Linked DNA regions of Zea mays: region 1 is linked to region 2. Evidence: chromatin contacts called from public Hi-C data. All regions are on one chromosome and are shown on one strand. The core of a region is the stretch at or near the end of the contact, and the rest is flanking DNA. Distances in the headings are between cores, read along the strand shown. Region 1 holds the start of LOC100281908 (Bowman-Birk type trypsin inhibitor). Region 2 holds the start of LOC110091767.

Region 1 (7,155 bases), core at 2,316-4,815, 270 kb before region 2:
CAAATAAATGCTCTCCATGAACAAATTCTCACCTTTTAGTTTGAAAACATTTTTCTCCTCTTAGCTGTCAAGAGGGTTTTCTTAAATGAAACAGTACCAATTTGGAAGACTAAAAAGTTTTAAAAAACAAGGTGGTGGTACAGTCCTTTTGCTTTGGCGGTGCGGTTCTTTTGCTTTGGCCTAGTAATTTTCCCCTTTGGCATTGAGCACCAAAAACGAAGAAATTGAGAGGCCTTTCTCAACATGGATATGGATTTTAAGAACTTGAGTTTGAGCAAGGGTGTTTGGTACCAAATGAATGGTAGTGGAAGCAGTCCCTTTGCTCAGCAACAAAGGAAGGATACGGCAGGGCGACGAGGTCGTTGAGGATGTGATCGGCAAGTGCATATCGCTAAAGAGTGAGGAGGATCTGACTCCACCAACAAGGGTTGTGGGAGGATGTTGGGTCCAATATGATGGACATGAGGGATCGGATATTGTGCAACCTGGTGGCCTGAGCGTGAAGAGTAGCGACGTGGTCAGCGTCGAGTTCAGAGGTGAGGGGGCCCTTAGCAGTGGGCGGATGAGCCTCATGAACGACTGGAGGATGCCCGAGGATGAGGTGCTGCGTGGTGGCCATCCGGGCGGTCAGAGCAGCGGCGCTCATGGCATGCTCTGACTCCAGGACGAGTGTCGCGACGCGCTTGTGGTCGCGAGAAGCAGAAACAGCCGCCTGGATGGTGGCGATGGCCGTAACCAGCGCCGAGGAAGCCGGCAGGGAAGCGACGACGTCGGACCATGTATGGGCTGCAAGGGCGGGGAAGCCCGGAGGGGAACCGCGGCGTGGATAGGCAGCGATGGTCGCGTCGGGGAGGGACCGGAGGCTGGCGATGTAGGGGTCCCCTCCGAAAGGGGGCTCGCTGCAGGGGCCGAAGTCAGGGCCGATGCTCATGGGGCAGGCCGACAACAACGAGGGAGGCAGTGAGGGCGGCGCGTGCGGGCTGCGGCAGCCGTGCCTGGACTGGACAGGGAGGCGGCGCCCGCGGCCATGGCCACGTCGGCGGACGCGCTTGAGGGGGAAGGAGGAGGGGCCACCATGGGAAGATCTGGTGGGCTCCGACGGTGATCCGGTTGGCGGTGGCCTGCTGGCGGTTGCGGGGGACAGGGGAGGTAGAGGCGGGCGGGAGCAAGGGTGTTGGGGACTGGGGAGGGAGACGCCGCGGTAGGCGATGTCGACGGTTGGGGGAGGGGCGACCGACGGTGGGGGTGGCCGGCGGCTGCTGCTACTGCAGCAGCTGGAGTGGGGAGGGAGGGGAGAAGTTGAAAACTAATCTAGATCTATGGGGGTGTTTGGTTTTAGAGACTAATTTTTAGTCCCTCTAATTTATTCCACTTTAGTCACTAAATTGTCAAATATGAAAACTAAAATAGAGTTATAGTTTCCATATTTTGCAATTTATAGACTAAAGTGGAATAAAATGGAGGGACTAAAAATTAGTCCCTAGTAACCAAACACTACCTATATCACGTGAGAAACCCTAAACACTAAACGAGTACTCTAACATTCACTAGTCATTTTTGGCACTCAATGTTTCAGCTTACGGGCACCACTCTAAACATATCTTCTTCCTATCATCCCAGTCGGATGGGCAGACCGAACGTCTGAACCAGTGCCTCGAGACATTTCTAAAATGCTTTGTGCACACATGTCCAACCAAATGGTCGCAATGGTTGTCAGTCGCCGAGTACTGGTACAACACCAGCTACAAGTCAGCTTTGGGCCATACTCATTTTGCCGTGCTATATGGGTATGAACCAAAATACTTTGGCATAACTGATGATGCTGTTATTCGGGTTCCTGTTCTAGCGGTCTGGTTGCATGAACGTGTGAGCTCATGACAAAGGTGATCAAGCTACATTTGACAAGAGCTCATGACAGAATGAAGCGGCAAGGTAACAAGCGGCGTTCATAACGTTCCTTTGCTGTTGGAGAGTCAGTATACCTCAAACTTCAGCCGTATATTCAGTCATCGGTTGCTCCTCGTTCCAGCCATAAGCTCTCCTTCAAATTCTTTGGGCCATACAAGATACTTGAGCGCGTGGGTGCAGTGGCTTATCGCCTGCAATTGCCCACTTCCAGTTCGATCCACCTAGTGTTTCGTGTTTCCCAACTGAAATCGCCTTGGGTCGCGACCAAACTTTGGTTCCTAACCTGCCACATAGTGTTCATGCCATACAGGTACCTCTCCAGTTCTTGCAGCGATGGATAATCATGCGTGGCGGTGAACTCATCAACCAAGTGAAGGTCTTGTGGTCCGATATGGATGAAGAACTGGCAACTTAGGAAGATACTGAAGCTCTGCGCGCTAAATTCCCTGGCGCACCAGTTTGGGGGCAAGCTGGCTTTTAAGGTCAGGGCAATGTCAGCAGCTCCAAGGAGAAGGCATCAATGGAGGCTCAATCGGATGCGTTGAAGAAGTCGACAACTGAAGAACCGAACGCGAAGATGGCACAAGCGCGGGAACGACGTCCAAGTATCAAATATAGTGGGCTGCAATGGGCCGTGTAAGTACAAGTGGGCTATGTGTGTTTGGGCCGTGTGAACGACACACCGTGCGGGCGTGGTGTCGGATGTCCTACAGTACTTGGGCACGACGAGAACGCTGGAACGGCATCGAAGAAAATAACAGAAACCATACGCCACTCAGTTTCCCCCTCTTTCAAGTCTTCTTCTACCTTGCCTTTCTTCTGGAAGCTTCCCAGACGCTAAAGTAGCCATGCGTTATTAGCTATCACCGCGAAATAATCATGCCTCGGTCTATGGCATCTAAAGATGCACATAACCAAAGCGTATATTGCATTCTTTTACGTCTCATGACTACATATATCTCCGAGCATAACATACCCATGCTCTTTATTTCAGAAACTGTACGAGTAAAAAGGCGACGAGCAAGCAAGCATCGCCTTGATTATTTAAACCCTGTCGTCTGCATCTTGAGAAAGATGCAAATGGAGCTCCGAACGGAAATTATTTATTGGCAAGGTTATTTGCCCACTTAGATTATAAGTCACGCATCATCATCATCAGTACGACGGGTGCAGCGGCGCTTGCAGAAGTTGACGATCTTGTCCTTGCACACGAAGAGGCCGTCGGAGATGGACAGGGCGCACGCCTTGCAAGCCGGGTGGCAGCCGGTCGTCGACGTGTCCCTGCACTCGCATATCGGCGGCTGCGACCTGGTGCAAATGCCGCACTGGTCGCAGCACGGCCACCGCCTCCTGCTGGCTTCGAGTTCAAGCCCTTCCTCCTCCTCCTCCTCGTGCGCTGCGGTAACCAAAGACCAGGCCGCCGAACCGACCGACCCCCGTCGTTTCAAGTGGTTCTGGCGATGGAGAAATTAAACGAAAGGTCCAAGCCTCACCTTTGCCCAGTGGCAGAGCTACGAGGACGGCGAAGACGGCCAGTGCGACGAGCAGCACCTGGGGCCTCATGCTTCTTTCTCACGTTCTCCTCGAAGGAACCGGTTGCAACAGCTGCTTGGATTTCCCGGGTGTTTTTTTGTTTGTTTCTGCGGTGCTTGCACGCGGCTTTTCGAACGGAAATGAAGGCCTTTATATAGAAGGGGCCGAATTTTTTGCAATTTAGTTATTTCTCTGAAACAATTTTACATTTGAACCCCATAATAATTTAATGTCATTTTTGGACTCTTTACTCGGCATGCCTGATGAGCTGCCGCCGAGGTGCACGCTGGCAGCTGACGTGGCCTAGCTCGGCGCCACGATCTGTGACGCCGAGCTAAAAGATACCTCGGCACTATAGGCCATGGCGCCGAGACGTGTTACCTCAGTGCTATGAGTCATGGCGTCGAGTAAAGATCCAAAAATAACATTAAATCATTTAGGGATCTAAACGTGAAATTATTTCGAAAAAATGTCAAATTGCAAAAAAATCGGAAGAAGGGGCCTCGGTCACCACCTTATGCGCAATGCGCAGCCGTGAGTGCGAGAACTAGTTTGAAAACTCAAATACGCTTACGAGACGTTTAGATCCATTTATTTTAGGGGAATTAAAATTTACTTAATAAAGTAACTAGTTTGAAAACTCAAATACGCTTACGAGACATTTAGATCCATTTATTTTAGAGGAATTAAAATTTACTTAATAAAGTATCTTATTTACTTTGAAATTTGACATTTCACTACTTTTCAAAGTTTAGATATAGACTTATCTCAAATTTATGGAGTGTAGGATGAGAATTAATTTTATATATCATTAGAATTTATTTTTACTCTATAAACTATAGGACGTTTTTCGGCTCACTCCTTTATAGTAAAAATATAACATATAAATATTTCCGATATCTTGTTAATAATAATATACAAATATATTTTATATATAACCGAATTAGTTTAATTGATATGTATCTAAATTACTATTATTAAAATGGAATTTAATTCCAGGGATTCAAACGGGGCATTAGATCCTTACCTTTTATCAGGTAAAAATCCCTAAGAAGTAATCCCTTCGTTTGTTTTTATATGTCGCCCGTTAGTATAAAGTTAAACCGTGCAGCGTCAAATAAATAAAAACAGAGGCAAGTATTATTTAAATAAGATATTTAATTATTTATAGAAGATTTTCTCTTTCTAAGTTTATCTTCTCTTCTTTTAAACTAGCTAAGCGTGACACTGTAACCTCGGCTGCCTTTAGGACAAGAGAGCCTACGTGACCATTGACACAAAACGTACGACACGTGCGAAAAACTTCAGAGATTGGACAGAAGCTGAATGTAACTGAACGTCCACCAACCATTCCTCATCCAAGAACCTTCTTTTTATCACCACCCCAGCTTTAAGGATTACGGGCAGAGCACAATTCACGCTCACATTGCACGTGGAAATTTGACACTGCAAAAGTAGACAGAAACGCCCCCAATACATCAGAAATGGATATGCACCATGTATACACCAGGAACGGATGTGGATGAGCTTAAGGCCATGGGAAAATTAAATCTCTAGGAGCAAAGTTAATGAGCTTAGCTATTTGCCATGTTCACATAATCTTGCGATATCGTAAGAGACAAGTAATACAACGGTTTGGCTTAAAAAAAAGTACTCGAGTGTTTGGCCTTGTTTGGTTGGCTTTTCAGAGCTGATTTCTTTTTCAGAAGCAAAAAGTCTAAGAGAAGAGACCGGTTCTATTTTTTAGAACATTTTTGAAAGCACCTTAGATTTTTTACTCCGCTTTTTAAAATGGGGGAAATAGGTGGAATAAAGATCTACCTCTGTCCTAAAATATTAGTTGTTTTACTCTTGAATTTTATGTCTGTTCAAATAGATGATAATAAATCTAAACACATATATAAAATAAATATATTAACTATTGTTTGAATCAACTAAAAAGGTAAAACATATTTTATTTTGGGACGGAGAGAGCATTTCATATTTATTTCTATATTAGCATGATATCTCATAACTGGCATATCTCGTAGCATTATTTTGATAGCTTGCAGCTTGTAGCCACTACCGGAATTTGGCTCTTTGCCGAGTGCCATATTCTTTGCCGAGTGTTTTATTTCGGGCACTCGGCAAAGAGCTCTTTGCCGAGTGCCACACAAAAAACCCTCGGTAAAAGAAAACACTCGGCGAAGAAGCTCTTTGCCGAGTGTTTTATTTTTGACACTCGACAAAGAGTTTCTTTGCCGAGTGTCTTTTTTTGACACTCGGCAAAGGGCTCTTTGCCGAGTGTCACAAATACAACACTCGGCAAAGAGCTCTTTGCCGAGTGTTTTTTCTCCAACACTAGGCAAAGTCAATTTAAGAATCACATTTTAAAGTAGTAAATTAATTCAAATGAAAAAGTTTTCAACTACAAATTTGTATAACTCATCATGATGTACAATTTATATATTGAACATTTCTTCATATGACAAAATAAAAATAAATTTGTTCATAAAACCCATATCTCTCTCGTATAGTTTATGAAACTACGAGAGAGACATATAGAATTTGTGCATATTGTTAGAACCATCATCTGAGATAAACAAATTACCAAACAACCAAAATAAACTTTGTAGATCTTGAGAAGTTATAGAAGTTTATAGTTGACAACTTTTTCATTTGAAGTCATATTGTCAACGAAAACTACGTCTGAATTTAAAAAATTTAAAATTTGAATTTTGAAAACGACTTCGAAAGGAAAAACCACCAACATGAAAGTTGTAGGTATTGAAGAGTTATGAAACTTTGTAGTTGACAATGTTTTAGTTTGAAATCATCTTGTTATGCAAAACTATGTTTGAATTTTGAAATTTGAATTTTTCAAACTGTCTCGAATGGAAAAACCACCAAAATAAAAGTTGTAGGTCTTGAAATATAATGAAACTTTGTAGTTGACAATTTTTTGATTTGGAATCATCTTATCATTGAAAATTTCGTGTGAAGTTTTTAAATTTAAAATTCAAATTTTATAAACGGTCTCGGATGTAGAAACTATTAAAATAAAACTTTTAGATCTCAAAAAGTTATGCAACTTTATAGTTGGTCATATTTTCAAATAAACTTATTTAGTGCCTTAAATAATCAAATTACTCTCGATTTGTTATAGTATATGGGGAATGGAAACGTAATATAAACATAATTGGTGTAGTAGTGTAGTGGTATAGGAGGGTATGCGCGAGAGAGAGGTTGCGAGTTCGAATCTCACCATTTACAAAACATATAAGTTTGATTCAAAATAATAGTAAAAAATGATAGGGCAACGGGTAAGGTAATAGGGTAGGGTTGTAGAGTTGTTCCTAGAATTTTAAAAATGTTTTGCTGTTTTTTTTTAATTTTTTCGATTCTTAATTTGCCGAGTGTTTTTCTTTGCCGAGTGCTTTTTGACACTCGGCAAAGTCTTTGCCGAGTGTCCGAAAAAAAGCACTCGGCAAAGAACCCTTTGCCGATGAAATCTTTGCCGAGTGTTCTTTGCCGAGTGTTACACTCGGCAAAGGCTTTGCCGAGTGTAAAATAGCCTTTGCCGAGTGTCTTAGACACTCGGCAAAGAACGCGATTCCGGTAGTGAGCAGTTTCTCTCTATAGCTATAGCTTAACTAAACATGCCGTAAATCATTGTAAGGTAGCTTCAACTCCTTTTATTGGAGAATTTTGTTGTTGAGCTACAACTTCTTTTAT
Region 2 (6,885 bases), core at 1,543-4,042:
TCGGCGTGGCTCGTCGCGTTGCGGGCTCTGTAGATGGACTACGCGCTTAGGCCTAGCCTCGATATGCCATGAGTGAGTTGTAGGCCGAGGGGCTTCGCATGTCATGAGTGGGAGGCAGATCGACCCTCTACTGTAGCTTGGTGCCAGGCGTAATTAATGTGGACGACCACTTATGGCGGGCCAGCCTTGGGCTAGACGACGAATCCACTCGAGTGGCTTCCCTCCGGTTCGCCTGAGTCCCCTCTCTAGCTACGCCACGCTCGACCTCAGGCTCGGTGCCTCAGGGTTTATCCAGGGGCAGGCGCTTCCAGGGGCACGGTTCCCTTACTCCCTCGTTGACCGATGGTCCCCAGTAGTCCGGTCCTTATCCCATGCACTCTCTGACCGGTGGGCCCCAGGGGTACGGTCCGGCGATCTTTTCCACTACAAAAGGCTTGCCACGCTCTAGAAGCACTCGCTACAATGTCATGATCTGATGTGTTATTTTAGTTTTGCTTAATCATGTTGTTTTTGCATTGGTGTTGTTTGATAGGTTATACATGTTAGTATGAGAGTTCCTTATGATTTATGTTCATAAAATTGCTTATTTTCTCAACACCAGGTGAGATTTACGTTAAACTAGCAACTAGTTTATCGTAGAATAATAATAATTCTTGTTTTTAAGAAATTACATGTAAATATTTATGGCATATAATAAGTATATTAGAATAATCATTAGATGTGTTTTTATAAGAATATTTTACTGCACAAGTAACCCTTAAACAATTAAACTTTAAAAACCAGACTTAGTTTAGATGTATAGGGTTACACCCTTCTGGAACATAGAGTGAGGATCACTAGCTTCTAAAAGTCAAACTAAGGTCATGGTACTGCAATTTCACTTTTCTATGAACAACAATGTTGGTTGCAGGTGATGCTAGAGCCGTTTAGATCCTATTTAGCAAATTAACTTCACATGTCATAGAAAATAGCTCTTAAACATTGAAATGACTATTATATACTCCTTTTTCCTCCTTTATTTCTCTCTATCCTTCAAACGATTCATGAAGCCGACAGAGAAGCTGTATAAAACTGATTTGAGAATGAGATCCGAGAGTTGAGGCCCTGCCGCATATGCAATGCAAGGCCGTCTTCAGGAGCTTATCTCATCTCTGTCTCATTCTATATTTTAAAAATCTATTTATAAATAATATTAAACATTATCATCTTTGTATCCTCTATTTTATAGGGTCCACCAAAAGTTTGCTTTTGGGGAACTACAGTCTTCACTTGGAAGCTTGAGGGAAGCGCATCTGATGCCCCTGGTCCTTGTCAGCATTTGGCTAGTAGCACGCTGTTCAAGTGGGAACATGCACATGCGATGTCCCCGTGGCTAGTGGCCAGCCTTCGCAGGACGGAGCTCTGAACTGAAGACGACTCATGCCTACAGACGACCGATAGTAATCCACTAATCCGTGACTAATCACAAATACCAGTAGTAATTACAATCGGTGCAATAAAATTGAGACCGTCTTACGATCCTCTTCTCAGTCTTTCCTAGCTTACATAAGGAGACGTCACCCCTCCTCAGAGCACATATTCTCACAAGTCCTGCTTAACACTTTAGGAGACGTTTCATTTCTCACTCAAAGCTTTCTGCTATACTTGAGAAGTGCATCTTTCATTACTAGGGCCTTAAGCGTATGGACATGGTAAGAGCAGGTATTTATGATTTAGCTGAAGATCCTGCTCGACATAGTCAACTTTTTTGTAATTTAGCCTTTTTTAGGTTTAATTTTCACAAATATGTATGTTATTTTCAGTTTTATTTTGAAAAATAGACCCTTAGGTCGGCGTCAATAGCATTAGCACTTAGCTAACACTAGTCGACGCCGATGCTATTGACGCCTAGGTCTCGGATGCGGTCGAGGACGTGGTGGTGGCGTGGCGCCTATGTGGTAGGGGATAGACGCCAAGGTCTATGTCGCGACCTTGGCGTCATAGATCTCGACGTCAACCTTTGTATTCCTATATAATACGGCGTCAGTTTTATCTCCTCCATCTCAATTTTCTCCTCTTCACTGCGACAAACATCTTTTATTGGTGGCAAGGTAATTTCACTTGGACCAACATTCCTATATAATATGGATTTGATGGATTTAGAGTTTTTGTGTAACTTTTTTTTTTTTTGAGCGAAGCGCCGGAGAGCGTGACTGCGTGAGGACATTCATGGGAGCTGGATAGGCATGCCATCATTCAAATCAGATCTAGAACGGCAGTCCTTATGGACGTCACACGCCAGATGTGAAGTGAACCTCCGGAACGTCATACCCATACGACAAGACAAGGCACGCGTATGGGCTGGGCACCGGCCGTGTTGCATGAACAGCAATCCTGAAGCAACACCTCGCGTACCGCGGACACCGACTCGCGGACCAACAGTATCGCTGAAAGCAAAACGATGGGACAGGAGGTTCTTGTGTGTTGCTCGACTTGACTGACTGAGAGAAAGTGATATTGAGCCTGTAAAATGAAATCTCATACGAGCAATTGAATAGCTGCAGAAAAACAAAAGAACTTCAGCAAATTTCAGCTAACTGCATCCAGGAGAGACGTTTGGTGAGCATAGCTTCTGCTAGTTAACCTCCCATCGCGACATCCACAAATTCTTCTGGCTTTGTGGTTTGATTCTTCAGCAAAAGTCGCCCATGCCACCAATCAATCTCCTCCCAAACGTTAGTACAGTGAAACACGCACCCGCCGACCGCCGTGCCCTCCTTGCCGAGCCACGATAGCCCCCAACTAATCCCACCGCAAAAAGGCGCCGTTTCCGTGCTCAAAAGCTCCGGTTCGGCGTTATGATGACGCCTTCTCAATCAACCCAACCATTCCACCGATTCCCTCGTCGACAGCCGTAGTGTGCTCGGTGCCCGATGCCATGCTTTCCGTCCGTAGTCTGTACCACTACCGTAGTACCGTGCGCGTCTTAAGCATCCGTGCACCTGGCCCAGTGACTGCCTGCCTTTGCCTTCCACTGGTTCGCTTCTCCCTCTCCTGTGCTTGGCTGCTGCTTGCCCGTTGAGCACAGCAGGGAGGCGATGAGGGACTGGGCGCCGTCGATCATCGCCACGGCGCTGTTCGCGCTCCTGTGCCCGGGCGGCGTGCTGCAGATGCCCGGCCGGCACCGCCCCGTCGACCTCATGAACATGAAGACCAGCTTCCCGTCCATGCTCGTCCACGCCGTCATCTACTTCCTGCTGCTCATGCTCTTCCTCGTCATCCTGCAGCCTCACCTCTACATCTGACGTGAGCGTGTTCCCCACCCCTTCACATAAGCTTCTAGCATGTTTCAGTTTCTTCTTTCTTGGGATGCAGTTTTGGGCCCTTTTAATAGCTTTGTAACCTTATGAACCAGAGGATTATATACGTAATATGCGTTCTGTAGCTTCCGTTGGGCAATAAAGAACTGAAGTTCCCCTGCTCCCTGAAAACTTTTAGTCTGCTTCAGAGTTTCAGGCGGCTTCAGTGTGTCAGTTTATCTGGACCCAAGTTTCGTCCCAATTTTTCGTCTCCTGCAGCATGACGTGCATGGTTTAAAAAAAAACAGTAACAGAACATAGCACAGCGTGGATTTTCAGTGTCTGATTCCAATTTTTTACAGCAACAATTTGAAATTCATAGAGTGACTAGTGCAAATATGTGCATCTTTTACAACGTGTTTGGTTGTAGGGTTGAGTACGTTCAGCATACACTCGTCATACTTGTCTGGCGAAATTGGAGGAACCGACCCAACCTGCAGATTTGGTATGTTGCTGAACGTGTTTGTGACGGACGAGTTGGCTCCACTACGTTAACCAAACAGTTCCAGCAGCTTCGGTGTTTGAATCGGATTATTTCAGACCGGTCATCTTGCAAACCAAACACGCTATTAGTGTTCTGATATCTGTTCCTATCTAATCGCATATAGCACTCCCCATAACTAAGAAGGAAACCAGCTATCAGTAGCAGTACTTCATGAGCTTGCAGATCTGTAGGCAGAAAAGAGGGGAAGAAAACTTAGACCAGAAGCAGAATCATCCTTTGTTAATGGTTTAGTCATGCTGTCCAGTGACATTCTCCTGTAGTGTAGTGATACAAGCTGGGCAGTTTATCTGCCAGCCTTTCACTTCACACTAAAAAAAAAGAGTCCAGTTGCAACTAGAGAAAGTAAGGTGCTAACAGCTGAAACTGAAAGTAAGGTGCAACAATAGATCGGATTTATTGTTTGGGTTGTTTGGGTTTGCCTAGGTTAATTGCAGATTCATATTTCTGGAAATTAGAGGCCAGCCACTACTTTTGACTTGACGACAGTCACAGGGCATGATGCATCAGACAGCACATAAATTCGTCCAGCAGAGTAAAAACAATAAGGAAAAGCTAGATATATGCAGGTGATACGCATGCTGTATCATTTCGTCGGCACACTGGAAGTTCGAGCCGTATATGACTGGACTGCGTTTCGTGTCCGATGATGGATCATGAGCGACGCTTTGCGTGTGGTGATTCTCAGAACGTCGAGCATGTCGCGAGCCTTGAATGGTTGTTTTGTTTCAGGGAGAACTGCTAATGCTGTTGCTACAGCGGGCGTACCTTACCTTTGGATCTGGCCGAGGCCACGGCTAGCCATGACGAGCGACTCGAGATGGAGCTCCTCCCGTCCTCCGTCGCGTCGCACACCTTCTCCCTCTGGTCACCCCAGCACACGTTGATCGCCACGCACAGCTGTATGCGTCCAGCATGGTGCGTCCAGCATGGTGCGTGCAGCACAAACGCGGCATCAGTATTACCATCTAGACGCAGCTTGCCTTGCATCGAACAGCAACAGAACAGCACCGCCGATGATGAACAAGGCATGGTGAACCGGTGGCGCCGATAAGAAGCGCACCTCTTTCTGCCGGGCCACGGCGTTGAGCATGTAGAACACCTCGGGATCGGACGCCCATGACAGCTTAGCGATCCGGTGCGGGACCAGACGACGTTCTTCGCCTCCTCGCGGCCGTGGCCGTGGTGCCGGCTGCCGGATATGGAGGTGCACGAGCGGGTCGCCGTTGCGGACGGTCCAATTCCTCCTAATCGCGGTCTCGTCGTCCGCTAGATTTCCGTTCGCTTTCACTCCGGTTTGCTTTGGCATCGATCTCCCGTGACAAGCTTGTGGTTTCATGGGTTGCGTGCGCCCGGCCGCTGCTCGCCACTTGCCCTTGTGATGAGCGAGACGAGAGACGCGCGGCGCTGTCACCGTGTCACGACTAGTGCTGCAACTTGGGCCGTGCCGTGCCGGCCCGGCACGAGCCCGTCGTGCTTCGAGCCTCAGTTAGTCGGGCCTAGCAAGCACGAAATAAAATTGGGTCGTGCCTTACCGGGCCTAGTGAGTAAAAATAAGGCCCAGCACGGCCCTAAAACACGACGGGCTTCCGTCGGGCCGTGCTGGCCCAGGCACGGCACGTATCGGCCTCTGCATCTCGGTCGCCGTCGGGCTGCTGCGTCTTTGGCCTTCCCCTCCTTTTTCTCTACTGCTTTCGCTCGCTTTTGAGCTGTGCGCGCCTCTGCCTGTCTGGCCAGTGGCCACAGCCAACCACATGCACGCAAGGACGCCACGCCGCAGGCTTTTGCATGCCCCCGGCCCCCGCGCGTGGAAATTCAAATGCGCTGAGACAGAAAAGATCCTGTTTTAGAGACAGAAAAGTTTGGGCCGCGCGTGGAAATCGGCCTTTTGCATCCTCCCTGTAGCACGCCGCTGCTGGGACAGAGCATAATCGAGCGCAGGAGGGATAGAGCGCAGTGCCGGGCTGGCCAATAAAAATCGTGCCGGGCTGGCCCGAGCACAGCCCACGAAGGCGTGCCGGGCTACTTGGGCCGTAGGGCCACAAGCCGAAGCACGGCCCGGTCCGTCTAACGTGCCGTGCTAGCCCGTTTTTTTCTAATTCGTGCTGGGCCGGGCTACGTGCCTTATATTTCGTGTCGGGCTCGTGCTGGCCCAGTAAGCACGACCCAAACTTGCAGAACTAGTCACGACGAGTGGCGCGCGATCGAACGCCTACTGGCGGACTGGCTTGTCCAGTTGTCCTGCCGGCTGCCGCGCCGCGCACAGGCAAATCAAGGACGAAGGGTGGGTTACTGGGTTCGCGTCGCGTCCACGGCCACGTGCACTTCGATTGGGCCCGGCCCATAGGCCTTAATGGCCCAAGAGCCGCTTCGGCATGTTTGTAAGTGTTGAGAACTACGTTACCACGGATCACCGGATTCGCTCCCTTCCCTCCCGTCAGCAGTAGAGGCGCGAGAAGTTATGGAAGACCCGTCTCCCTTCCCATAAGCACGACAGAGGAACACAAAAGACACATGATATAGGGTTGGGCCTCTGGCCTCTTTCTGATCTCTCTATCTTATGAGGTGGTGTACAAATTCCTTATATAGAGATGTGAGGCCCCTCAGAGGCAAAGCAGGTATTTGTCCACATAACCCTAACTAGGGTTACTTAACACTCCCCCTTGGACGAATACCATGACCAACACATGCCTCGTTAAAACTCCGAAAAACTCAGTGGGAAAAAATATGGAGAAAGAGTGCATGGTGATACAAATTGCATTTGCACTTTGTTGCCTCGTTAAAAACCTCATGTGAGAAACTTCAAGAAAACTCACCAAGGGAAAAAGAGTACAACAACTGTCATCGGGACAGATTTCGATCCTCTCGGATCTAGATTCTATCGAATCTTCTACAAGGGCTAACTTTTAGAAATGTGCTCCCCTGATCCTTGCAAAATCGTATCAATAAGGCAAAACATCTTCTTCTGGAAGTATATGCATTAAAGATTTAGCAATCAGATTGCATATCCTTGCAAGGACTATTTTAGGAACTTTACCTCTACTC

Evidence for each region. Hi-C and Micro-C count contacts between places; a contact is called where the count stands out from the background.
Region 1: a Hi-C map of leaf shows a contact between it and region 2, with 8 times the contacts expected there. The contact joins the promoter of LOC100281908 here to the promoter of LOC110091767 in region 2. A contact is called at or near these places in 2 of 25 Hi-C or Micro-C datasets (leaf and tassel).

Annotation. Positions count from the first base shown.
Region 1 is chr3:184,692,379-184,699,533 of Zm-B73-REFERENCE-NAM-5.0, reverse strand. It overlaps LOC100281908 (Bowman-Birk type trypsin inhibitor), which reads right to left and starts at 3,565. Exons shown (of 2, transcript NM_001154827.2): 1 at 3,402-3,565; 2 at 2,903-3,304. The coding sequence starts at 3,471. The coding sequence ends at 3,048. It also overlaps a transcript of LOC100381673 not described here.
Region 2 is chr3:184,418,025-184,424,909 of Zm-B73-REFERENCE-NAM-5.0, reverse strand. It overlaps LOC110091767, which reads left to right and starts at 2,792. Exons shown (of 1, transcript NM_001350276.1): 1 at 2,792-3,421. The coding sequence starts at 3,078. The coding sequence ends at 3,284. It overlaps LOC100279064, which reads right to left and starts at 5,223. Exons shown (of 3, transcript NM_001350275.1): 1 at 4,904-5,223; 2 at 4,614-4,740; 3 at 3,638-4,007. The coding sequence starts at 5,179. The coding sequence ends at 3,721.